Linked DNA regions of Mus musculus: region 2 is linked to region 1. The links are chromatin contacts, called in public HiChIP or PLAC-seq maps. All regions are on one chromosome and are shown on one strand. Each heading gives the region's core, a stretch centred on a gene start, on an enhancer-like site or on the middle of the called end of the contact. The rest is flanking DNA. Distances are from core to core; before and after follow the strand shown. Region 1 holds the start of Gpr1 (G protein-coupled receptor 1). Region 2 holds the start of Adam23 (a disintegrin and metallopeptidase domain 23).

Region 1 (5,178 bases), core at 46-2,545:
GGCTCAGCTCACTGGTTGCTTTTCCTAAGGTCCTGAGTTCAGTTCCCAGCAACCACACAGTGGCTCACAACCATCCTTAATGTGATCTGATGCCCTCTTTTGGCATGCAGGTGTACATGCAGAGAGAGCACTCATATATATAAAAATAAATAAATAAATCTTTTTAAAAAGTGCATTTGTAGTAATTGAATGCAGTGATTTTAAGTGGGCATTTTCTTCTTCCTACCCCATGTCCTACTAGGAAAATATTGGGGTTAGCAACTTAGTTTCCATCTTTTTTATATGATCAAGGATGTCATGACTCTTTCCTTTCCTTGCCTGATGTTAAAATGGCAGCTTACTTGTTCTAAATTCCCAAGTACTGATGATAGCTTCAGAAATAGATGTTTGGGAGAATATAAGTGGCGGTCATGTTAATTTTTGTTTGTGATCAAACCGAACTATACTGTAGTTGTTTGAAAGAAAAAAGAAAAACAGTCTAAGGGGCATTTTCTCACAAAGGAGTTGATTGTGAGTAAGGGACTCACCTTTTCGTTCTTTCCGGTTATTCAGGGTGCTAACGACCGCATATGTAAGGACCCTTTCATGGATCCACTGCTTCGTGGCAAACAGGGCTGGATGAGGGTTCGGGTCTTTATTTGATTGCACGGTGAGGCTGGAAGCGTGCAAATCTTCCCATGATGGAAATGGAGTCACAGACACAGATCTAGTGGCCCTAGGGGTTTGCGTGGGGAAGCCATGCAGCCCTGCCTTATAGCGTCATTTTTATTCCAGTTAAACCAAGAATTCTTAAAGGCCACCTAGGACAAAGCCTTGTCTAAATTCTTGCTTTTAATTTTCATTATTCCCTAGAGGAACCGAGCCTGGAGGATGGCGGGGTGGGGTGGGGTGGGGGTAGGGGGGAGGGTGGTGGCTAGAAGACAACCTCTCCATCTTTTTCTCCGAGACACACCAGGCTCTGATTCCCTTCGGAAATGTAGGGAGCAGCTTCTATTTTCTCTCTAATTTGAATAAGCCTTCACAATAAGCCAAATGCCAATTCAAATGAGATCTAGATAAAAGGATTTACATTGATTTTCTTACCTACGGTCTGTCTGACTCACTTGCCTGGGAGTGGTAGGGAGGATTGGGTGAAGCTTTGGCGTGGGGGTGGGGGGAACGAGCAAACAAACACTTACCCCCGAAAGGTGCCTGCGCTGAATCAGCGGGGAAGCTGGGAGACTGGAAGAAGGGCGGCCACGTCTTCTGGGCTCTGTGCTAGGATCCTTCAGGTTTAATGATTTCTCTGGGAGAACTGGTTACAGCTGCCCTGAGTAGAGGAAGAAGTATTTCCTCTCTTAGTAAGCAAGGGAGGCTAATCTTCTAACTCAACTGCCCTGGGAAAGAAAATGTGTTTTGCCTGTAGCTAAAAAAATCTGTTATACTCCAGTTAGGTGACAGTATCCCTGGCCTTGTTTCAGAAAGTCAGGCCCTTCCCAACTACCTACTCAAATGATGCTACTTTTCTCATTAAACGCTCATAATTATAAATATGATGTCAGCGTATCTGGAGTTTTCCAAAACATAACGTTTTAGGAAAGAAGGACTCGAATGAAGCACATTTGCTCAGCCTCTGGTGGGGCTAGTTTAGCAGGTTGAGCATTTCTCATTGGGAAAATTGGCAGCCTGGGGACATGTCACAGCCGCTGCATTCTAGTTACACTGTAGTTTTTACAATTTGAATTTACTCCCAACATTAAAAAAATCAAGACAGCTTTAATGGCCACTTAGATTATTGATTCCTCATGAAACGAATTAGCTTGTCTGGGTACACCAGGCTAGAGTCCCTGTGAGGATGCAGTAGGTGGTGGCTAATTGTGACAGCTCTCATTTTTCGACAAGACATTGCCCTCAGGCACGTCTCTGTCCTACCCTGCTCACTCTTGGATAGCAGTTTGCTGTCTCCACCCTGCATCCTTCCCCGACGCTCTTCCTGCTGAATTCTTCAGAGTACGAAAACAACAGAGTTTAACACAAACAAGCCTGTAATTTCAGTTCTTGAGGGAAGATGACCCGGAATTGGAGACCCACCTTGGTTTATAAAAACAGGAAAGGCATATCCCCAATGTTCCCCTCGTAAAACCTGAACACACTGTAAAGGGTGATGAAGTTCACAAAACAAGCCCCAGGAGCTTAGCTATGGAGCAGTCACGTGTCAGAGAAGTATCAGAAGCCGTCCACCCTCAGCACACTCTACTGAAAGCAGGACCCAGAAAGCCTTCTGCTCTTGTCACACATCAGCACTTTTATTGTTTAAATTCTACACTATTGATGTGGTCACTCTGAGCTTTAATTCTACATGTATGTATGTATGTATGTATGTATGTATGTATGTATGCATCTATCTGCCTATCTATTTTTTTAAAGATTTATTTATTTATTATATGTAAGTACACTGTAGCTGTCTACACTCCAGAAGAGGGAGGGAATCAGAACTTGTTATAGATGGTTGTGAGCCACCATGTGGTTGCTGGGATTTGAACTCAGGACCTTTGGAAGAGCAGTCAGTGCTCTTAACCGCTGAGCCATCTCTCCAGTCCCTATCTGCCTATCTATTATCCATCCATCTATATCAGTCAGGTTTTTTTGAAACCTCTTGTGTAGCCCAGGCTAGCTTTGAGTTTGCAGTGATCCTGCTTTATCCCCCTAGGTACGGAGCTAGCTAGTGTGTGGTGATATTCCACAGCTGCCATTGATTTTTTTTTCTTCTGCATATGTGTGTGTTGTACATGGCCTGGATGTGTGCATGAGAGTACATGAGAGGCCCAAGGTTGATGTTAGGTGCTTTCGTTGATTGCTTTCTACCTTTTATTTTGAGGCAAGGTCTCTATGCCTTTTTGGCTACTCTGGCTAGCTACTTGCTCCAGGAATTAGCAGTTCTCTGGCTCTGGTACATGATGAGCACAGATGGGCCCCCTACACCCTCCTAGCTTAATGTGGATGCTGGGTCCTACTATGTGCACAGCAAATGCTTGACCACTGAGCTATCTTCCCAGCCCTCATTTGTTCATTAATTTTGGTTTTTGAGACAGGGTCTGTTGGTATCAGGACCTCTGAAACCCATGACATCATATAGGTGGATCCTGCACACCTGTTGCCAAGGCAACAGCCACCATATTTCCAGAACCCACTTGGATCACCGTCCACCTTTACCTGTGTGATTACGTCATCATCTATATATCAAAAGAAAGGCCTCCCGGTCCCTCCCCTCCCCTCCCCTCCCCCCCCTCTTTTTCCCCATTCTCTTTCCACTGCTACCTTGCCCCTCTGTCTCCCAGTAAACCTCCTGTGGGATTATTTGACCTGGTGTGGTCCTTCTGAAGCCGTGCGATGGTCACGATCATTTCAGGGTCTCTCTATAGTAGCCTTGGCTGGCTTGGAGCTCACTCTGTAGACAAGGATGGCCTTGAACTCACAGATTCATTGACCTCTGTCTACCCACTGCTGGGATTAAAGGTGTACAGCACCATGCCCAGCCTCCATTTTATTTTATTTATTTATTTTTGAGACAGGGTTTCTCTGAATAGCCCTGGCTGTCCTGGAACTCACTTTGTAGACCAGGCTGGCCTCGAACTCAGAAATCCGCCTGCCTCTGCCTCCCAAGTGCTGGGATTAAAGGTGTGCACCACCACCGTCCGGCTTCCATTTTATTTTAAAGCCAGGTCTCTTCCTGAACCTGGGGCTCACAGATTGAGCTATCTACAGGGGTTATCTCTGTCTTCCCAGTGCTGGTGATGTGGTGTCTTTAAGTTTGATGGAGGCCTTTCTCTCAACTCAGATGGGCTTTAGTTCAGGAGTCAGAGTGATTAGTAGGGGGAAGGTTAAGAGAAAGCAGAGCTCACTCTAGCAGGGACTGGTCCCTGAAAATGGGAAACAGTTTGAACTTAGTCTGAGGCTTTTAAAAGGACTTAGGCCGGTAATGGGTGAGTGAGGTGTGGAGAGGGGTTGGACTAGTCTGTCTACCTGGCCCCCTGGACCAGTGGACGCCTCAGAATCCCTCACAGGTTCACTCAGAGCCTTACGGGAAGAAACGAGGGACCAGAACTGCCCTCTGGGTTCCTGGCCTCCTGGAAGATGTTTTCAGAAATGGCATTTTGGGGTCCCTATTCTGCCTGGCTAATTTTATCCTGCTCCCATTGTTACTGGGTTATAGGTAATATATGCTGGGTCTGGCTGTTTACTGGGTGTCAGGGTTCCAAACTGAGGTCCTTGTACCTGGGCTGTCACTCTAGCTCTGACTTTGTTTGTTTGTTTGTTTGTTTGTTTGTTTTAAAATTTAAAATAGTAAGAAGAGGCAGGGGTGCATGTTGGGCTCAGGGTTGGCTGCAGGATCAGCACAGGTTAAGTTCAGGACTGGGTACAGGATCCACTAATTTCTCTTTGTTAGTTGTCTTGATCCATAGATAAACATTTTATTTTCTCTAAATTTGGACTTTTGTTTGTTTGATTTTTCCAGACAGGGGTTTCTCTGTGTAGCCTGGCTGTCCTATAACTCACTCTGTAGAACAGGCTGGCCTTGAACTCAGAGATCTGCCTGCCTCTCTACCTGTAGAGTGGTGGGATTAAATGTATACACCACCACTACCCAGTTATTTGGACTTTTTTCTAGGAGTAAAAACTAAAGTCTGAATCAAAACATAAAATAGGACCAGCAGGATGGCTTAGGGGTTAAGGCACCTCCTGTCAAACGTGATGATAACCACCAGCCCCAGGAAGTTGTCCTCTGATCCCCACACACCATAAATAAATAAGTGTGAATTTTTTAAAAATTAAAAACAAAACAAAACAAAAAAACCTAGTGGCCAATTGCCAGCATTGAATTACAACAAAACTACAACGAAGTAATAATAGCAACTCATGATTTAGTGGCTGCCTAAACTGTACCTTCTGCAGATATTTCAGTTTTCTTAAAATCCAGTTATTGATTTCAGGAAAGTTATTAGCATAAAATATTACTGTGCTTCTGTAACCGAGGGATCCATGGGTAAGTCATTAGTTAGAAAGCAGGGGGATGGATTCAGAGGTGGAGCGACCGCCTGCATACTCACCCTGCAGCAGTAGAAGGAAGGGACAGAAACATTTTTAAAAAGCCAGGAGAACCAAGAGATTGAGGCCAGCGTGCACTGGATTGCAAAGCAC
Region 2 (5,250 bases), core at 844-3,343, 230 kb after region 1:
TCTTTTTCTTTTCTTGGATATTTTCTTTATTTACATTTCAAATGTTTTTCCCTTTCCAGGTCTTCCCTTCAGAAACCCCCTATCTCCCTCCCCCTGCCTCTATGAGGGTGCTCCCTCACCCACCCAATGCCATCCTCCCACCTCCCCTACATCCACCTTCTCATTCCCCTACACTGGGGCATCAAGCATCCTCAGGCTCGAGGGCCTCTCCTCCCACTGATGTCCAACAAGACCATCCTCTGCCACATATGTGGCCAGCGCCATGGGTCGCTCCATATAGTTGTCTTTTGACATCCTCATGTGCCATAGCAGACATTCATGTGTGCTTGAGTGCAAGTGCATGTACACACACACACACACACACACACACACACACACACACAGAGGGTGGGGAAGAAAGAGAGAGAGAGACAGACAGACGGACAGAGACAGACAGAGAGACAAACACACAGAGAGAGATAGTTTTTTGTGTGATGCTGGAATGGAGTGCTCAGGGCCTTTACATGATAGGTAAACACTACACCCCCAGCACCTGTTTTTGCCATGTTTTGATAGGGAAAAATGATTTGCATATGGAGAGCCAAGGATAGCAAGTAGGAAAGTCACTAACCTCATGCACTACGAGGTCTCCGTACCCCCTTTTCAGGATGTATATTATAGACAATCTCCTGGCTTACTCATTGGCCATGTATTATCCAAGAGATTTCCCTGGTCCTTAGATAGCATGTTAGGACCTAGCGTTACAATGTGAATGAAAACTGTTGCTGCTCGCATAGAGAGTGTGTGTGTGTGTGTGTGCATGCGAACGAACATTGGTTAATTAATTAAATCCATGTGTCCAATAAATACTCATGCTCAAATGTGGAAAGAAGAGATTAAAATTAATATCTGACACCTCAACCGCTCTGCAGTGTGAGATCTGCATGCAGGCCTGTCATCTTTGTCTGTCTCCAGAAGTTCGTTCCGTGAAGCTCGGGTACAGAAGGTGGCTAACAGCCTTGACTGTTATTTTAATCACACACTTCTAGAACCTTCCCAGCCCTTTCCAAGTAGATATCCTTAGCTCTATTTTAAATATCAATAATGGAGTTAGACACCATTGTTATTACTCAGACCAGTCTTGGGAGAGTGGATAAGTTACTGTTGGTGTTACCAGAGTCCAGTGATAGAAATGGGCCTCAAATTTTAATTAGGAACCACCAGAATTAGTAGCGGCTGCTAACCCACCCAAACCAGGGAACTGACAGCACTGAGCGAAAATACCCCCTTTCTCTGCACAAGATACGACTGGATCTCAAAAATAGAAGTGTGTTCTCAGAAATGCCTGCGCACCCCCAAGGCTGGTTGACAAACGATAGATTTCCTAAGATAGCTGCACGGTTGCTTTCTAATCTCTGTATTTCTTCTATTCCAGAATATGGCCCGTCACACTTTCTGAATTTAGCTCTCTTCAAAGCCCTATGGGCACGAGGAGGGAGGACCCACGACCCTGCAAGGGGATCCCAGTGGCTCAGTGCCCACAGACGCCAGCCTGCGGATGCACCACAGTGCTTCCCACTGTCATCCCACTCGCTGCTATGAGGAGCACAGCTATTTTTACCTCCCTGGCTGCAGCCCTTTATTTGAAGGAAGGAAATAAATAAAGGTTTGAGAAGGAAAATGCATAGTCTCAGTTTTCCTTGCGCTGGAGAGTTGGTATAGGAGTGGGTGTTGAGGATGGGTCGCTTTTCTTGGCAAGTTGTTGCCAGATCAGGCTTGCCCCAGGCCTGGAAACCCTTGCACTTTCCTCTTGGGGTCATCCCTGACTGCAAACTTCTTTCTCCCCTACCTCTGGTCTTTGGAGGTGCCACCAACTATTTTGATGCTGCCTGGGATGCTGCATCACTCTGCCCCCCCCCCCCCCCAGGGCTCCCACAGTCGAGCATGCGCAGCGCGGCCCATGCAGGCTACAGCATCAGCATCTGCAAGAGCATCAGCATCCGCACCCGAAACCCCGTTCGGGCGCGCTCCCGGAGGGTGGGGTGCAGTACCGCGCTGCGCGTCCCCGAGTCTCGCGCCCGCGCCGCGCGTGCCCGTGCCGCTCGCTCCTGCGCGCGCCTCCTCAGCATCCTTAGGCCCGGCAGCAACCCCCGCAGTCACTGGTGCGGCCGCGCCCGCCACTGGGAGGGTGCAGCCACTGGAGGAGGCTCCAAGTTGGTGGAGCGGCGGGGACCCCTCTCTGCGGGCCGCTCCCGGAAAGGCGGAAAGAGCAGAGGACGGCGCGCCGCCGTCCCCGAGACCCCAGCCCCTGACCCCTGCCCGCGGCCGCAGCATGCGCGCCCAGCCGGCGTGACCGGCTCCGCCCGCAGCCGCCCCGCAGCCCAGCCCGGCTCTCTCGCGGGTCACTCGGACCGGCGCCCGGGAGCGATGAGCCATGAAGCCGCCCGGCAGCATCTCCCGGCGGCCGACCCTGACGGGTTGCAGCCTTCCCGGCGCCTCCTGCGGCCCCGGCCGCTGCCCCGCCGGCCCGGTGCCGGCCCGCGCGCCGCCCTGCCGCCTGCTCCTCGTCCTTCTCCTGCTACCTGCGCTCGCCACCTCATCCCGGCCCCGTGCCCGGGGGGCCGCTGCGCCCAGCGGTGGGTATGGCCGGTGCCCTTTGCGTTGCCTTCCCCGCGGGGCCCTGGGGAGGAGAGAGAAGGGCACGCAGGTGCGTGTAACCCGGACGAGTGGGTCCCCAGCCTGGCCTTCGAGCGCCTCCCTGTCCACCTCTCCACCCTTGTCCGTCCCAAGCCCAGGTTCATGCTGGTTCACTTTTGGAAGTCCGTTTCTGTTGCATTCACTAAAGACCCATTCCAGTGACTGTGGGTTCCACCCAGAGGTATTTGGTGGCTCCTGAGTCCTTTAGCGCTCTCTATGTAACTTCCAGTGACAGGAAGATGCAGTGAGCTAGCAAGTTGCTTTTTGCCTTGGGGAACCTTCATATGAATGCGGAGGGGTGGGGGGCATGCAATAATAGTGACAAATGCTTGATCCCTCAAATTCCCCACCAGGTTTAGTCCCTACTGTTGGAATTAAGGTGAGAGAGGCATAATTTGGGGACCAGAGAATGAAAGTCTCCAAGACACTCTTTGCGCATGACCTTTGGCTGTGTTTTCCCAAAATGCTTGTCATAATGAGCAATCAGAATAATACAATGTTGAGCACACTGGTGATTGGAAGTCACTGAAAGCAGAAAGCTGGCCTTGGCAGTAAAAAAGAAAGAATTTGGAAAGTTGCCAGCAACTATAGCCCTTTATGGCAAAACAGTTTTTTTTCTCATCTCAAAGTTAGAAAGAAATAGAAATCATTCATATATGTATGTATATATGTGTGTGTGTATATACATATATATATACACACACACACATATATATATTTCTACATTCACACACACATAATACACATAAACACACACACACACACACACACACACACACACACACACAAATATATTTGAAAGTATCACTTTACATTCAGTGTCCATGAATTCAGGACCCAAGTTTTGTCTGGAGTGTTCTTGGCTCTCAGATGAGGTGATGTTAAGATGGGTACAGTTGAGCTGCTGCATCCTCTGAGGAGGGATGGGACAAGGGTCAGGACCCTTGAGCATGTTAGTTGCTGACTTTTCCCTAAGCGCATTCTGCTTTCTGACCCCTTACAGTTCAGATGTTCGGCTCTAAGAGTGGATAGAAAAGATATACCTGAGTACAGGACATGGTTGTGTAACCTATCCAGGCCAAACCACTGTTACAGTAACTTGTCTTTTGGTGTCTCCACTTTCTAACTTTTTAGCAATAGAAAACTTTGTTAATGTAATTAATGGAAAGATGTATTTTAGAGTTTATATATTTACTGGATGTATCTGTGTGTATTTGTGTATATTTGTGCTTCCCTCCCCCCCAACCCCCCCAGCTCCGCACTGGAATGAAACTGCAGAAAAAACCCTGGGAGTCCTGGCAGATGAAGACAACACATTGCAACAAAATAGCAGCAGCAGAAATACCAGCTACAGCAGTGCAGTGCAAAAAGAAATCACACTGCCTTCAAGACTGGTGTATTACATCAACCAGGACTCAGAAAGCCCCTATCATGTTCTTGACACAAAGGCCAGACACCAACAGAAACACAATAAGGTAGGCAGGAGGCTGAATATGTCCAACTTGCTGCCACAAGGAGTTCTCTTTTCATTTGATTTTCTGCCAGAATCTGATTTCACGAATTTTAGCGCAGCATTTTATTAAGTAAGCAATTAATACGATGGTAGAAGAGAAACTAGAGGGAATTAACTTGGGATCGACCGGGACAGGGTTTACTGTTTGTCTCTTTGACTGAAATGGAAACTGAACATTTTCAGACGTCCTGTGACAAACTGGGTCCCCGTGTCTCTCAGGTACCTTGGCACTAAGCAATAGAGTGAACTTGTTTGCAGTTCTGACTTGTTTCTGGGAGCATTTATGTAAAGGTGCAGGAAGCTACCTCCCAGGAGATATAAGTCCTGGCAGTCTGTCCACAGAAGGCAGTGTGGCTGTCCTTTCCCCAGCAGACTTTCCATGCAGAACTTGCACTTGAGTTCACTTTATTTCTTGAATTGGGCATGGCGGGGGGAAGCATTACTATGATGTCTTGTCAGGAAACAATTCAGCATTTCAAGAGACTGTGAAGAACAGAAAACAACGACTTATATAAGATATAGACCAGTTTTGATTGACATCACCCTTGAGGGCCCTCTGCATGGATGGTGAGCATTGGCTTTCCTTTTAGGTTGGTCGTGAAAGTGGCCCGGAGCCTGAGAAAGATACCCAAACAAAGACGAAAGTATCTAATGGTCCAAGAGTTTAAAGAATCCCCTGTCCTGGGTCTTATTGTTTGATCCAATGATATTTTGGATCTGAAGCAAGTCTACACAGTGCGGTAGTGGAAACTTTGCTCTGCATTGGGCACAGAAAACAGGCTGTTCTGTTTGTGGGCGTGATTTCACGGCACATGTCTGACTTTATGATAATAAGGTCACACATTGCCTTCTGAACTGTCCCTGTTTAGCCGGCACGAGCAGGAGCTGGTTAAACGTGTAGAACTTAGGCAGTGCGTCCGTGGTTTGCATCAGCATGTGATTGGTAGGACTGCCATGCCTCTCCCCATTTATGGGGAGACAGGGATAAAAGGCCTTTGTGGGACTCTTCTTACGGTTTAAAGCAGCTATTAGGTTTGAGCAGTTAATTGCTACTATTTTTA

The links. HiChIP or PLAC-seq counts read pairs in DNA pulled down with a chosen protein or histone mark.
Region 2: an H3K4me3 HiChIP or PLAC-seq map of neural tube shows a contact between it and region 1, with 2.9 times the contacts expected there. The contact joins the promoter of Adam23 here to the promoter of Gpr1 in region 1. A contact is called at or near these places in 4 of 39 promoter capture datasets (the 3T3-L1 cell line, hippocampal neurons and neural stem cells), 8 of 484 Hi-C or Micro-C datasets (the N1E-115 cell line, cerebral cortex, cortical neurons and 2 more), 9 of 115 datasets of contacts at active chromatin or transcription factors (craniofacial prominence, embryonic basal ganglia, embryonic stem cells and 3 more) and 1 of 9 other capture datasets (pancreatic islet).

What each region holds. Positions count from the first base shown.
Region 1 is chr1:63,212,986-63,218,163 of GRCm38.p6, forward strand. Gpr1 (G protein-coupled receptor 1) reads right to left here and starts at 1,296. Exons shown (of 3, transcript NM_146250.2): 1 at 1,179-1,296. It also overlaps a transcript of Zdbf2 not described here.
Region 2 is chr1:63,443,798-63,449,047 of GRCm38.p6, forward strand. It overlaps Adam23 (a disintegrin and metallopeptidase domain 23), which reads left to right and starts at 2,094. Exons shown (of 26, transcript NM_011780.3): 1 at 2,094-2,615; 2 at 3,931-4,151. The coding sequence starts at 2,414.